2 separate regions of the Oryctolagus cuniculus genome follow, and region 2 is linked to region 1. The links are chromatin contacts, called in public Hi-C maps. All regions are on one chromosome and are shown on one strand. The core of a region is the stretch at or near the end of the contact, and the rest is flanking DNA. Distances in the headings are between cores, read along the strand shown. Region 1 holds the start of EXT1 (exostosin glycosyltransferase 1). Region 2 overlaps SAMD12 (sterile alpha motif domain containing 12).

Region 1 (5,881 bases), core at 1,247-3,746:
GTAGCTGAAGTTTCTTTTGTTAAGAAAATTAAATTCATTGCAACTGCGCCCCACATTCACACATAACTGCCCGGGAACAGGAGTCAAACATGGATTCCTAATAGAGTCTCACCTCGGGCTCTTCTTGAGCTTGAAAAGCACAAGGTGTTGGGGATTGGGGACTTTCTCCTGCCCTCTCTATAATCAAGTATGGAAAGACTTTAATTTCCCTTCCAGCCACTCCCACAGAGGCCAGGGTGTCTGAGGAAGTCCACAGCCAACAATCAAACCCTTCTGTTCAGCACCGCTTTCCCACCGTAGCCCCTTCCTGTTCCAATCAGGTTTGTAGAGTATTTCCCTATTCTGCATTTCATGAATCAATTGCAAAATCTGCCAACCTCTGCCAGTTCCTCTTACGCTCAGCTGAGAGGTTCCCCTGCCTTCCCTGGGCAGCACAAGGCTGCTCTGGTTTTTAGCTGGCGTAACGTGGAAATGCACTGTAGGAGCTCACTAACTCTTTCCCAGCCAGATCTAAGTGAGAGTCTGGGGTGCCAGCCCCAGCCACCAGGAAACTAACCCACCAAGCTCAGGTTAAAGCTGATTTGTAGACTCTGGCTTTGACCCCAAATCCAGTGTGTCAGTTGGTGTCACCGGGAAGGAAGAGGAAGACTCAAAAGGGCTACAAAGTAACCAACTCAGTTACTTAGCAACTAGACAAAACTTGCCTCACTACAGAGGGTAGGAGGTATCTCACACCCATTCAAAGGGTAGCAGTCTGCGATTTATATGCAAATAGATAAAGACAAAGGAGAAAAGGAAATCTAAATTAGTAGCCAGAGTTTACAGCTGTGGGACAGAGCCCCAATTTTTTAAAAAAACAGTTTCTCCTAAGAAAGACATTGGATATTCATCTATGAATGAATGAATGAATGAATGAACCAACAACCCAAGGAATCCAAGGCCACAGGCCCCAACAAGCTCACAGTTCCCCTTCATGAAAGTCAAGGCCACGGGGGAGGAAGCAGATGGGCACACAAGTTTGGGAGCTGAAATTAAAACACCTTCCACCACTACCAGGCATTGGAGGTTCATGGAAAGAGGACAGTGTGTGGCTGAGAAACTCCAGGAGAAGCAGGCACTCCCGCTCCTGAGAAACACACACAAAGCATCCACCTGGGGGAGGGTCTTGGTCAGGGGGTAGACACATGCCTTCGCTGGGATCTGGACATCGCCCCAGACCCCACGTCCCAGGGCCACAGGGGAAGCATGGTTTCCAAACTTGGGGCAAACCCCCACCCGGCACAGGAGACAGGACCCTGCCTCGCAGGCCTCCTAGACAAGAGGGGAAAACTGTCAGCTCCTGGGCACCGGAACCAGGCTGTGCAGCGTGCCCCAGGAGCTCAAACTCCCGGCGCTCATCTCCGAGCTACCCACACCTGAACCAGGCTGCTTGGTCCCGGGCTCCGAGCGGGAAGGCACAGAACCCATGAGGGGCTCTGGGTCCTCACTCCCACCCCCAACCTCACACCTGGCCCAGCCTGGGCAGGGCCACTTACTTCTCATACTCGGTGTTGTCTCTGTCACAGCGAGAATCCTTGTGCTTTTGCCAGTCTTTGCCATGCTTGCAGGTGGTGAGGAGCAGGACGTCCTCCCCGTTGTGGACGTGATATAAGGCATTCCTGGTGTCTGAACCTATCCCTGTCAGGTATCTCTTCCCCTTGAAGACCAGCATGTACTTCCGGAGAGGAGGGATGGTGTTAAACTTCAAAAACCCCCTCTCCCCTCCTGTCCTGGGGTGATCCTTGGAAAACAGGGGAATGGAGACATCAAAGTTGGGTCGGAAGTTTTCGGTGCTGATGCTGGCCTTGGCCAGCATCGCCTGGCCGATGTCAAACCCCACGTCCTCGGTGTAGTCGGGCCAAGTGCCGGAATATAAATTAAAAATTAAGTGATTCCTACCATTGTTCCACAAGTGGAGACTCTGCACTTTGGATCTCAGGTTGTGCACATACTGAGGTGACAACTGGTCTCTGTCTAAAGTATCCAGACTCAGGACAAAGAGGCACGCCTGGCTGGGATCCGAGGTGTAGAACCTGGAGCCCTCGATGGCCGCTAGGATGTTTTGGTAACTTTCGGCGATTTTCTCCCCCTTCTGCTGCGGGTAGACGTACACTTTGAAGCCGTTTTTCTTGCAAAGGGTGAAATCGAAGCAGGACTCCATGCGGCACTTCTTGCCTCTGTAGATGCTCGAGTTGGCGTCTCGCTTCTGCCGGGGGGAGAGGTGCACGCTGGAATCCTCGTTCTCCAACTGCTCCCAGGGAACGAAGGGGCGCAGCGCGTCCGGAAAGCGGGGCCAGAAATGATCCGGACCGGGCTGGTGCAAGCCATTCCGACCGCTGCGCTCCTCTCTCCGGCTGTGGCTCCTCGATGCCCTAAACTGCAAGCCTCCGAAATAAAACAAAAGGGCGAGACAAGAGCCAGCTGAGAGCAGGATGAAATAGCGTTTTTTGGCCTGCATGTGTCCTGCCTGGGTCACGAGGATTGTAAATAAACACAAGAATCACCCAAGTTTCCCAATCAACACTTTCAGCTCCAGTCCGCCATCTTCCCGCCTGTAAAGACTTCAAACTCTCCGCTCCCACCTTCTCTGGATGCCTTTCCCCAAGCCGTGGACTGATCCAGCGCATGTGGGCGATTTCCTTAACTTTCTCCCCTTCGGTCTTTCATCTTCGGGTCGCACAATGCACGGGAGACGGCGGGGCGGAATACCTCGCACCCAGGGCGGGCGAGCAGCGGACTGCAATTCTCGTGCATGCAACAAGACGGAGGAAAAAAGAAAAGCGAGGGGCGAAAAAAAAAAAAAAAAAAAGCAAACGCTCCCGGCGCCCGATCCGCGGCAAGCCGAAGTGGTCGCCTCGCCTCTCCCTCCGATCGCTCTCCGCGGCGTGGAAGGCGAGCCCCCGGGAAAGCAACTTCAACTCATCCACACTCCCGTGTGCACAGCGCTCCGCTCCCCACAAGGCGGCCGCTCCGGGGCTCCCGGGCCGGCTAGTGCATCCTGCAGCTGGGGCGCCGTAACCTCACAAATCCCTGCATCTCTCTGTCTTCCCTCCTGCAGCGACTCCGCCGGTGTTTACTCTGCGCTCGCGGGGCCGGCCCCGGCACTCGCGGCGGCCCGGCGGGCGGGCGGGCGGCGGCTGCGGGCGGCGCTGGGCGGCGGCGACGGCGGCGGCGCGTCCTCCCCGCGGGCAGAGCCGGCCCCGAGCGGCGCTTCGCAGGCCCCCGCGCGATCGCCGCCGACCGCCGCGTTCGGTCGCCGAGTGTTACCCGGTTCTGAATGTTACACTTACACATTCCATTCCCGACACGACAGCGCTGACCTCATCCATCCACGCAGACCGCGCTGCCATTGGCCGAGCGTCACGTCCGGGGGGGGCGGTGCTTCCGCTGCGCCCATTCATAACCCCCCGGCCGCGGCCGCGGCGCCGGCGACCGTGGGGCCGCGCGGGTGCCCCTCGCGGGGAGAGCCGGGCGTCCCGAGCGCGGGGCGGCCCCGGGCGAGCGCCCCGCGGCGCCTCGGCGCGCGCAGGCCCCGAGACCCGGCGGTGCCCAGCCGGGAAGTGGCGCCGCCCGGAGGTGCCCGCGGAGACGCGGCGAAGGCGGGACCGGCCGGGGCCCGCGCGGCTCGCCTCGCTCGGCTCGGCTGCCCCGGGCGCTCCCGGCGCCTCCTGGAACGCCTCCCAGAGCGGGGAGGCGGAGAAGGTGCAGGTTCCTTGGAAATGGGGCAGTGGGAGAGCGCCCGAGGGGCGGGGAAGGAGGGGAAGACTTCGGAGACAGCCAACCCACCTGCGAGCCGCCGAGGCCCAGTATCTGAGTATTTCTTACAAAGCGTGGAATCCGCATCCCTGTTCCTCTACGTAGCCCATCTCTCTTTTTTCTTCTTTCCTAAGGCGACACCGCAGTCCCCAGGAATAAAGAATGATCACACTGCTGCCTGCGTGCCTCTGTGGGGAACACCTGTCCTCCCCCCACTCCTAGCACCCCCCCCCCCCGTCTGCAGCCCAGGAAAGCTGCTGAGAGATTCAGTCACAATGCCCACAGACATTTTCTGATAGCTGAGGAAACTGGTTAACTTCAGCTTGTCCTACCCTAAGAGCGATGCTGTTTCTCTCTTTGTGATGGGTGTGATGGTAGTTTTAAAAAGATGTCTCTTAAGGATGGGTGACCAGTAGAACTGCCAACCAGCCCAGCTGTGGCGGGAAACTCGAAGCAGAGAATGATCCTAATTACAGTCAGTAGGAGATGGTGGGTTCCTCATTAAGTTGACTTCCAAGGTCCCAGCCCCTCTAAAAGCCCACTACGTCCACACACCCACCCCCGCAAAGTGCTAGGTGCCTAGCAGAATCTGTGGGCCAAGCCCAGCTCTCTGGCCTCACAGGCTGATAACACCTCCCACCCTCAAGTCCTGGGGCCTGGCCAAGCTGGACACACAGTTGCCTAGAGCAGCAAGCTGTTTAGTGATTGTTTATTATGGGAGGGACTGGGAGGGAAGAACCCTACTTGCCTGAGGCCACAAAAAAAAAAAGAAAGAAAGAAAAGATCACCCAGCTGGGTGTGAATGAAGGCAGGGTTGTAACCAGGCAGGGTGAAATGGTACAGTGGAAACATTTCCGCATCTGTTGTTTCAGATTTGTTTTAATAAAGGGGGAAGGGGTGTGGGTGGTACATCACTGTACATTCCTGAAACCTCTCCCTGTTTCTAACCTGTGAGAGATGAGGCAGCCTGTCCAGATTTGACTTGTGCACCCTGCACAGTCTGGGGAGGCCTGGGATGGGAAAGAGGATTCGGTCATCTTCCAAGTGCGATGACAACGAGGCAGATAAATGCGGTGATGGAAACCACATGTGACCCACAGCTCCCCCGAGCCTGGGGAGGAGGCTGAGAACAGTGGTGCAGGCAGAGCAGGGTGCGGACAGATGCGTTCCTGGGGAAGTTGCAGCCCTCTGGATCCTACCCATGACCTTAGGGGGAGCTGGCACCCTCCTTGCCCCCTTGTGGGCTCTTCCTGCGTTGGCACGTGTTTCTTGCCTTTCCCGCCTAGCTGTGGCTGATTCTCCCATCCCACGCACCATTGTTACCACCACCACCACCCACCCACCCACCCCACATTCCACATTACTGCACAGTGTGAGAAAAACTTTGGTCCTGGAAATGAAGGCAGGCATGGAGCCAGAACTGGGAGCTGCCATTCCTGGTGCCTTGAGTATGTGTCTTAATCTCACTGAACCTTGGTTTCTCATCTGAAAAGTCAGAGTAGAAGACCTTTGCTGCCAGCCTCTTTGCATTTGTAAACTGTAAATCGCTCCACATGTGTAGCATCATTAGCCTCAATTCCTCATTTCAAGATCCAACTGGAATCTAAAGTAGCCCCTACAATGGCATCATCATTGCATCTCCCTCTGTTTTATTTTTTTCCTCGCCCTTCTCATTAGCTGAAATCGCTCTCATTTGCTCATTTCCTGCCTGTGTTTCTTCACTCTGAGAAGAGCTCTCTGAGAGGGAGAGCAGTCTGCCCTCCCGATCCCCAGTGCCTCAGGCAGTTCCTGGCACTTGGGTGCGGTCCAATCGCTGATTTGAATGAATGGACAAATTACTAAATTTCAGCTTTACCCCAGCACTTTGAACAGGCTAGAAAAGAACGATCCCCCTAAGTTCAGGCACCAAAAGCAAAACAAACAAGTGGACTGAATCAAACTAAAAAGCTTCTGCATGGGAAGGGAAACCACCAACAAAATGAGAAGGCGACCTATGGACTGGGAGAAGATTGATATGAGCCCTACATGTGTTAAGGAATTAACATCCAAAATATTCATACAACTCAATAGCACATAATAATAACAA
Region 2 (5,881 bases), core at 2,077-4,576, 320 kb after region 1:
GAGAAAGTGATCATGCAGCTATTGGTTCATTCTCCAGATGGCCTCAATAGCCAGGGCTGGGCCAAGACTAAGTCAGGAGGCAGGATACTGGTCACTCACATGGGTGGCAAGGGCCGGGGCACTTGGGCCATTAATCTCTGCTTTTCCCAGGCCATTAGCAGGGAGCTGGATCAGAAGTGGAACTGGTGCCCATATGGGATGCTGGTATCACAGGTGGCATCTTTATCCACTATGCTGCAATGCTGGATTCTTGTAGAATGCATTTTTTTTGACATGCTCTTTCTTTCTTTATTTGAGAGAGAAGAAGGAGGAGGGTATGGGAGAAGGAGGATAGGAAGTGAAAAAGGGAGAGATCCCATCTGCTCCCAATAGTTAGGCTGAAGTCGGGAAACAGGAACTGAATCCAGGTTCCCCCTGTGGATGGCAGGAACCCAGTCACTTGAGCCATCACCATTGCCTCCTAGAATCAGCATCAACAGGAAGCTGGAGTCAGAAACCAGAGCTGGGTGTTGAACACAGGCACCCTGATAGGGATACAGGTGTCTTAACTTGCATCTTAACAACTAGGCCAAACATCAATCCCTACATAATTCTCTTAACAATTAACTGAAGATTGCTTTGAGATGCCACTTAACTTGTGTTTTTCCTTTCCTATATTTTAAGATCTGCAAAGACAGATATATGTCATATTACTTCCCCCTCTCACTCTGGGTCCTATAGCACTTAGCCCAGTTTCATGAACATAATAGGTGCACAATAAACAGAGGAAGAAGGCAAAGAATGAGCCATAGTTTTTGAAAGGGGCTTAGGTAGACACAACAGAACATGCATTTTATAACATTGCCTATAATCACATTCTATTACTTGAAATTTGAAAGAATAATAGAACTCCTTATGGAAGATAACTGAGCAATTTGGTTCAGGGTCAGAGGGTGGGAGGGAAATCTGCTGAAATCTCTAATGTTTTCAGTGAATCAGAGTCTTAATGGGTAAAAAGGTGTTAAACAATTGCTGTCAGTCTTGACTATCTGCCAAATGACTGATCACAATGGCAGAGCTGTATTTCCCAACTTGGAGGTTTTGCAAGTCGTTAATAAACTGTGCAACACTTACCAGGTGTTTGGTTAAAGCATGCTTACATAAAGAGTTTGCAAATATTTATACTCCACAGAAATCCTCCCACTATATTTAGAGAGTTGAAACAGAATAATTGTTTTCTTTTAAAAGATTGTGTTTCTGATGAAGGGGCATTATATTTCCAAGAATCGTAAAGAGAAGTGTTACTCTGAAGCTTTTGTCTCAACTTCCCCTCACAAGGAAATGATCTATGAGGATAATATGAGAAAGCTGAAGTAAACTGTCACCTGCCAAACATTCTATTTTAATAACAATGTATCATATCTAACATTTTTTTTAAAAAAAAGGAGAAATAAGAAATACTCTTTTCACATCTGTTTGGGAAAAAAAAGCACTCAAACCAAATCAGCTTCAATTTTGTAAGACACAAGCACATTTGTTAACTTTTCTCTTTCTTTTAAGGGGAGTCTTTAAGTAGGAAGTTGGAAATTAAAATGAGGTCACATATGTATGCTGCCACTGAAATAGAAGTATGTTTCAGGGGCAGGATTTTAAGGTAGGGAGGGGGAAACCTCATGAGTCCTTTATTATTACTCTTATTAAAGGATAAGAGCATTCATTTCACATTAGCCATAAGAGAACCCAACGTGCTTGCTTATCTAGCAGTAGAAGATGGTAGGTTTGAATTACTACATCCACAAAGAATGCTCTACTTAGCAACACATGTCTAAGGCCCAGCCACCAGTGCTTTCTGATTAGTGGGGACCAGTGGGGATATATACGACTCTTTTCCTATCATGGGATACCTAACATGGAAGTTGATTAATTGATATCCAAGGATGACCTAATAGATTTTTTTTATTCATTGTGATTGGCTGTCACTTCCTATCATGTTAATTAAGATAGTAATTCCTATCTACCAATGGGAGATCTTGCAGGAAGAACCAGAAAGATAAGGAAGTGGCCACAGAAAGCCCATGTACCAGTGCGAGTACCCTACAGTTGGCTTGTGTGAAAGCTCCCCCTTCAGGAACTTAGAACAACTGCAAAAGGCAACAAGAGGTTGGGACAAAGGAAAAAAAAAACCCAAATTTCTGCCAAATGCCATGCCATAAAAATATTTTCCCCCTTCCTTCGAAGATCTTTTATTATTTAACTGGAACCTCTTGTAAACTAGAGACATATAATGAAACACATTGTCATCCATGCCTGTCCAATCACCCTCCAGGAAAAACTATTATTAAAAGAATAAAGATAGGGGCCAATGCTGTGGCGTAGTAGGTTAATCCCTCTGCCTGCGGCACCAGCATCTCATATGTCACAGGTTCTAGTCCCATCTGCTCTTCTGATACAGCTCTCTGCTATGTCCTGGGAAAGCAGTAAAAGATGATCCAAGTCCCAGGGCCCCTGCAACCATGTGGGAGAACTGGAAGAAGCTCCTGGCTCCTGGCTTTGGATTGGTGCAGCTCCAGCCACTGCGGCCAATTGGGGAGTGAACCTTTCTCTCTGTCTCTCCCTCTCACTGTCTGCAACTCTACTTCTCAAATAAATAAAATCTTCTTTTAAAAAAGAATAAACTCTGTTGAAAGGTATAAGTGTGTGTAGACTGCCATCAAAAATCAGTTATTTATATTCTGAAAACAATGTGAAGGAAAGGATACTTTTTTTTACAAAATGTTATAATTGGAAAAATTTTTATTAACTAAACAATTTGGAGATTCTGCTTTTTGCTCAAGATAAGCACACCATGGGGCTGGAGCTGTGGTATAGTGTGTGAAGCCACTGCCTGCAGCACCGGCATCCCATATGGGCACTGGTTCAAGACCCAGCTTCTTCACTTCTGATTCAGATCCCTGCTGACACGGTTGGCCAAGCAGCAGAAGATGGTCTAAGTCTTTGGGTCCCTGCACCTTGGATTGGCTTAGCTCCAGTTCTTTTGGCCATCTGGGAGGTGAACCAGCAGATGGAGGACCTGTCTCTGCATCTGCCTCTCCCTCTCTGTAACTCTGCTTTTCAAATAAATAATCTTTAAAAAAAACAAAGCACATCATAAAGCTGACTCATATTGAGTATTTCAAAGAATTAGGAGAGTTCCTTTCATTATATAGTCTTCAGTAATCTTCTTGTCCAGGATAAGCTGGTTCCTTCTCCAAGTGTGTTTTAAGAGTGAGCTATCCAATCTGCCTACTTAAGCCAAATAAGCAACCCCTGAGGGGCACATTCCATGCATGGAAATGGCAGCTCACATGTTGATATCTGTCTGCTATGCACTAGACTAGAGGGAGGGTTGCATCAGACTAACAGTGCTCAAGGCCTCCATGACTCAAACAGATCTTCCATTAAAAGTATCTCAACATTCTCATGTATCTAGCATGGCTTCTCATTTCCCTTTACAGTTTTTGGGGACATCTCTCATGGTATAGTGAAAAACAGTCATCTACTCTTGGTTTCCTTTTTATCAATTTAAAGTGTGGTTCCAGTAATAAGTTAATACTTAACCACTGAAGTGGAATCAAGGAGGTACTTTGCAACTTGTATGATTCATCTAAATCATGACTCATCTAAATCATGGTGTGCTGTCATATAAATGTCAGATGTAGGGAAAACTTACAGGAAAAGTTACATGAAGTGATGGGCTTTGTACTTGTATTACTATTAATCATATTAACTATTAATAATCATAATTATAATAAATTAAGCAGACCAGGGGAAGAATTTAGACCAAGAGCCATCCACATTTTTTTCAGAGTATATGACTCAAATTCTGGCAAAAGATAATCAATGACACTACACTTTCACTTCACATCTCTAATATGCCCATGGGAGTTGGCTGAAATCAAGGTAATCTTTAAACCTGGGAAGATTCAAACAACAAAGATTTGGTTTCATATAAAATATCATTTAGTTTGTTGAGCTGAATGTTTCAGCTGCCAAACAGAAGGAACTGTTCCATGTGAAAAACAAACCATCCAGTTAGTACAGTTTCATTCATTTGGGCTTGCTTAACCTGGCCAGTACTACATATGACAACTGGTACAATGGAATCACAAGATAATCTCTACCCTTCATTTAACCCCATTGAACTCTTCCAATCTTGTTTGCTCCCGGTATCTCAGCCATCTCTCCTTTCATCCTTCAAATATTTAATATCAATATCTATATGAGCAGTAATGTATGTATGTTATTTTTGATTATATATAATATAAAATCTAATTTTGGTGACTCAGATAACTTTTTGAATTTTGATTTTTCCAAGTATTTCCAGATTTTTGAAAGGTTTTTTCATTTTATCTGTTTTTAGAAAAACTGTAACAGATGAAAGTTCCTAAAGATTACCCTCTTCTGAATTTTTTTAAGTGGAGCTAAATAGAATTGGGTTAATGAAGAGATACTGCGAACATATGTGTTTGAACTAAAGAATATGCAGTTTCCAAGAAAAGCCCAATCCCCTACTCCGGCTTCTCTGTGTCTGTTCTACTAGAGTTGGTTATCTAGCAATAGCTCAACAAATGTTTATTGAGTAAATTAATGAGCACCAATTCAAAGATAATTGAACAATTAGCAGGTAATGAATGATCTGTAAATTAGCAACTTATAATAAATTACAAATTATGTAGTTAATCAGTAAATAATTAAACTTAGAGATAACAATGGATAAAATGTTTAGTAAGTCAACAAATGGCCAGAATAAAAAAAGAGTAGATCCTCTAAAAATTAAAAGTCCCAAATACAAACTGTTTACAATGGCAGGTATGTTATTATTTTCAAACACTGTAAGATATAAATGGGTACTGAAACAGAATTAGATAAATAGTGTGCATTGCAATTCCCTGTGCCACCTTGCATAATAACCTATTATTAACAGTGATTTAATATTCCACTGCCAAACACCCAATTTGGAATCTTACTGTTCAGATATGTTTGTGAGATTTTCTTTTCAGACTCCATTGTTTTGCACATGCAGACTTTGTGACACATTTTTCACAAATAACCTGGGCTGGGCTTCTGTCCATTTGGGTTATCCTTTCTTTGCTTCTATTTCTCCTGCACATCACTGATTTGATAACCTATTTCAGCAGGGCCTACTATGTGGTGTTCTGATGGCAGTAGGCAAGTTTTTTTTCCTGTGAATTCTGATGTAATGGTTCCTAAATAAATGAGTACAGGAGAGTACTTCAAAAAGTTCATGGAAAATGGAACTTAAAGTTTATTTTGGTGAAAAAAATGAAATCCCATAATACACCTTTTCCATAAGCCTGAAAATTTTTTGAAGACAACTTGTATGTGTAAATTTCAATATTTTTTGTACCAGAACAAAGTTATCTTTTACTCAGATTTTCCAGACTTTTTGAGATCGCCTTATATATGGAACACTTATTTTTTTGGAGCTGTGATGTTTCAAAGGTAGACACTATAATATGGATTACCTCCTGAGTCTGGCTTGGCTTTCCTCTTGGTGGTTTCAGTAACAATCATTTTTATTGATACTGCTTGCAAGAAATGGAGTATACCTGCTTGTAAGATTCAATTTACTTCCTAGGCTTTTTTTCTGAATGTACTAAGAAAATCCAACTCAAATGTGTATAGCCAGAGGTGATAAAGGGAGAGGGTGACATATTGCAAAAAGTTCTAAAGGCAAAGTCAACCAGTTCCTTAAATAAAAAGCAGAAGAATGTCAAGGATAATTTTCTAACCAGGAAATGCTTTTGCCAGTACTGAATCCAATACATGATCAAAGAGAAACCTTGGTGAAACATGTTTTTCCATTGTTTCTAGTCCATCTGTCTCTGATATTTTGTTAATT

What was found. Hi-C and Micro-C count contacts between places; a contact is called where the count stands out from the background.
Region 2: a Hi-C map of skin fibroblasts shows a contact between it and region 1, with 8 times the contacts expected there. The contact joins the enhancer-like site here to the promoter of EXT1 in region 1. A contact is called at or near these places in 2 of 6 Hi-C or Micro-C datasets (skin fibroblasts and an unstated tissue).

What each region holds. Positions count from the first base shown.
Region 1 is chr6:143,846,969-143,852,849 of mOryCun1.1, forward strand. EXT1 (exostosin glycosyltransferase 1) reads right to left here and starts at 2,497. Exons shown (of 11, transcript XM_002710745.5): 1 at 1,536-2,497. The coding sequence starts at 2,497.
Region 2 is chr6:144,165,850-144,171,730 of mOryCun1.1, forward strand. The region is part of intron 3 of SAMD12 (sterile alpha motif domain containing 12); the gene reads right to left. Among named protein-coding and RNA genes, the nearest start is that of SAMD12, 260 kb to the right of the region's middle. Within about 2 kb of position 3,327, at least 1 of the 8 cell types and tissues checked has an H3K27ac peak or open chromatin away from gene starts, as enhancers often do.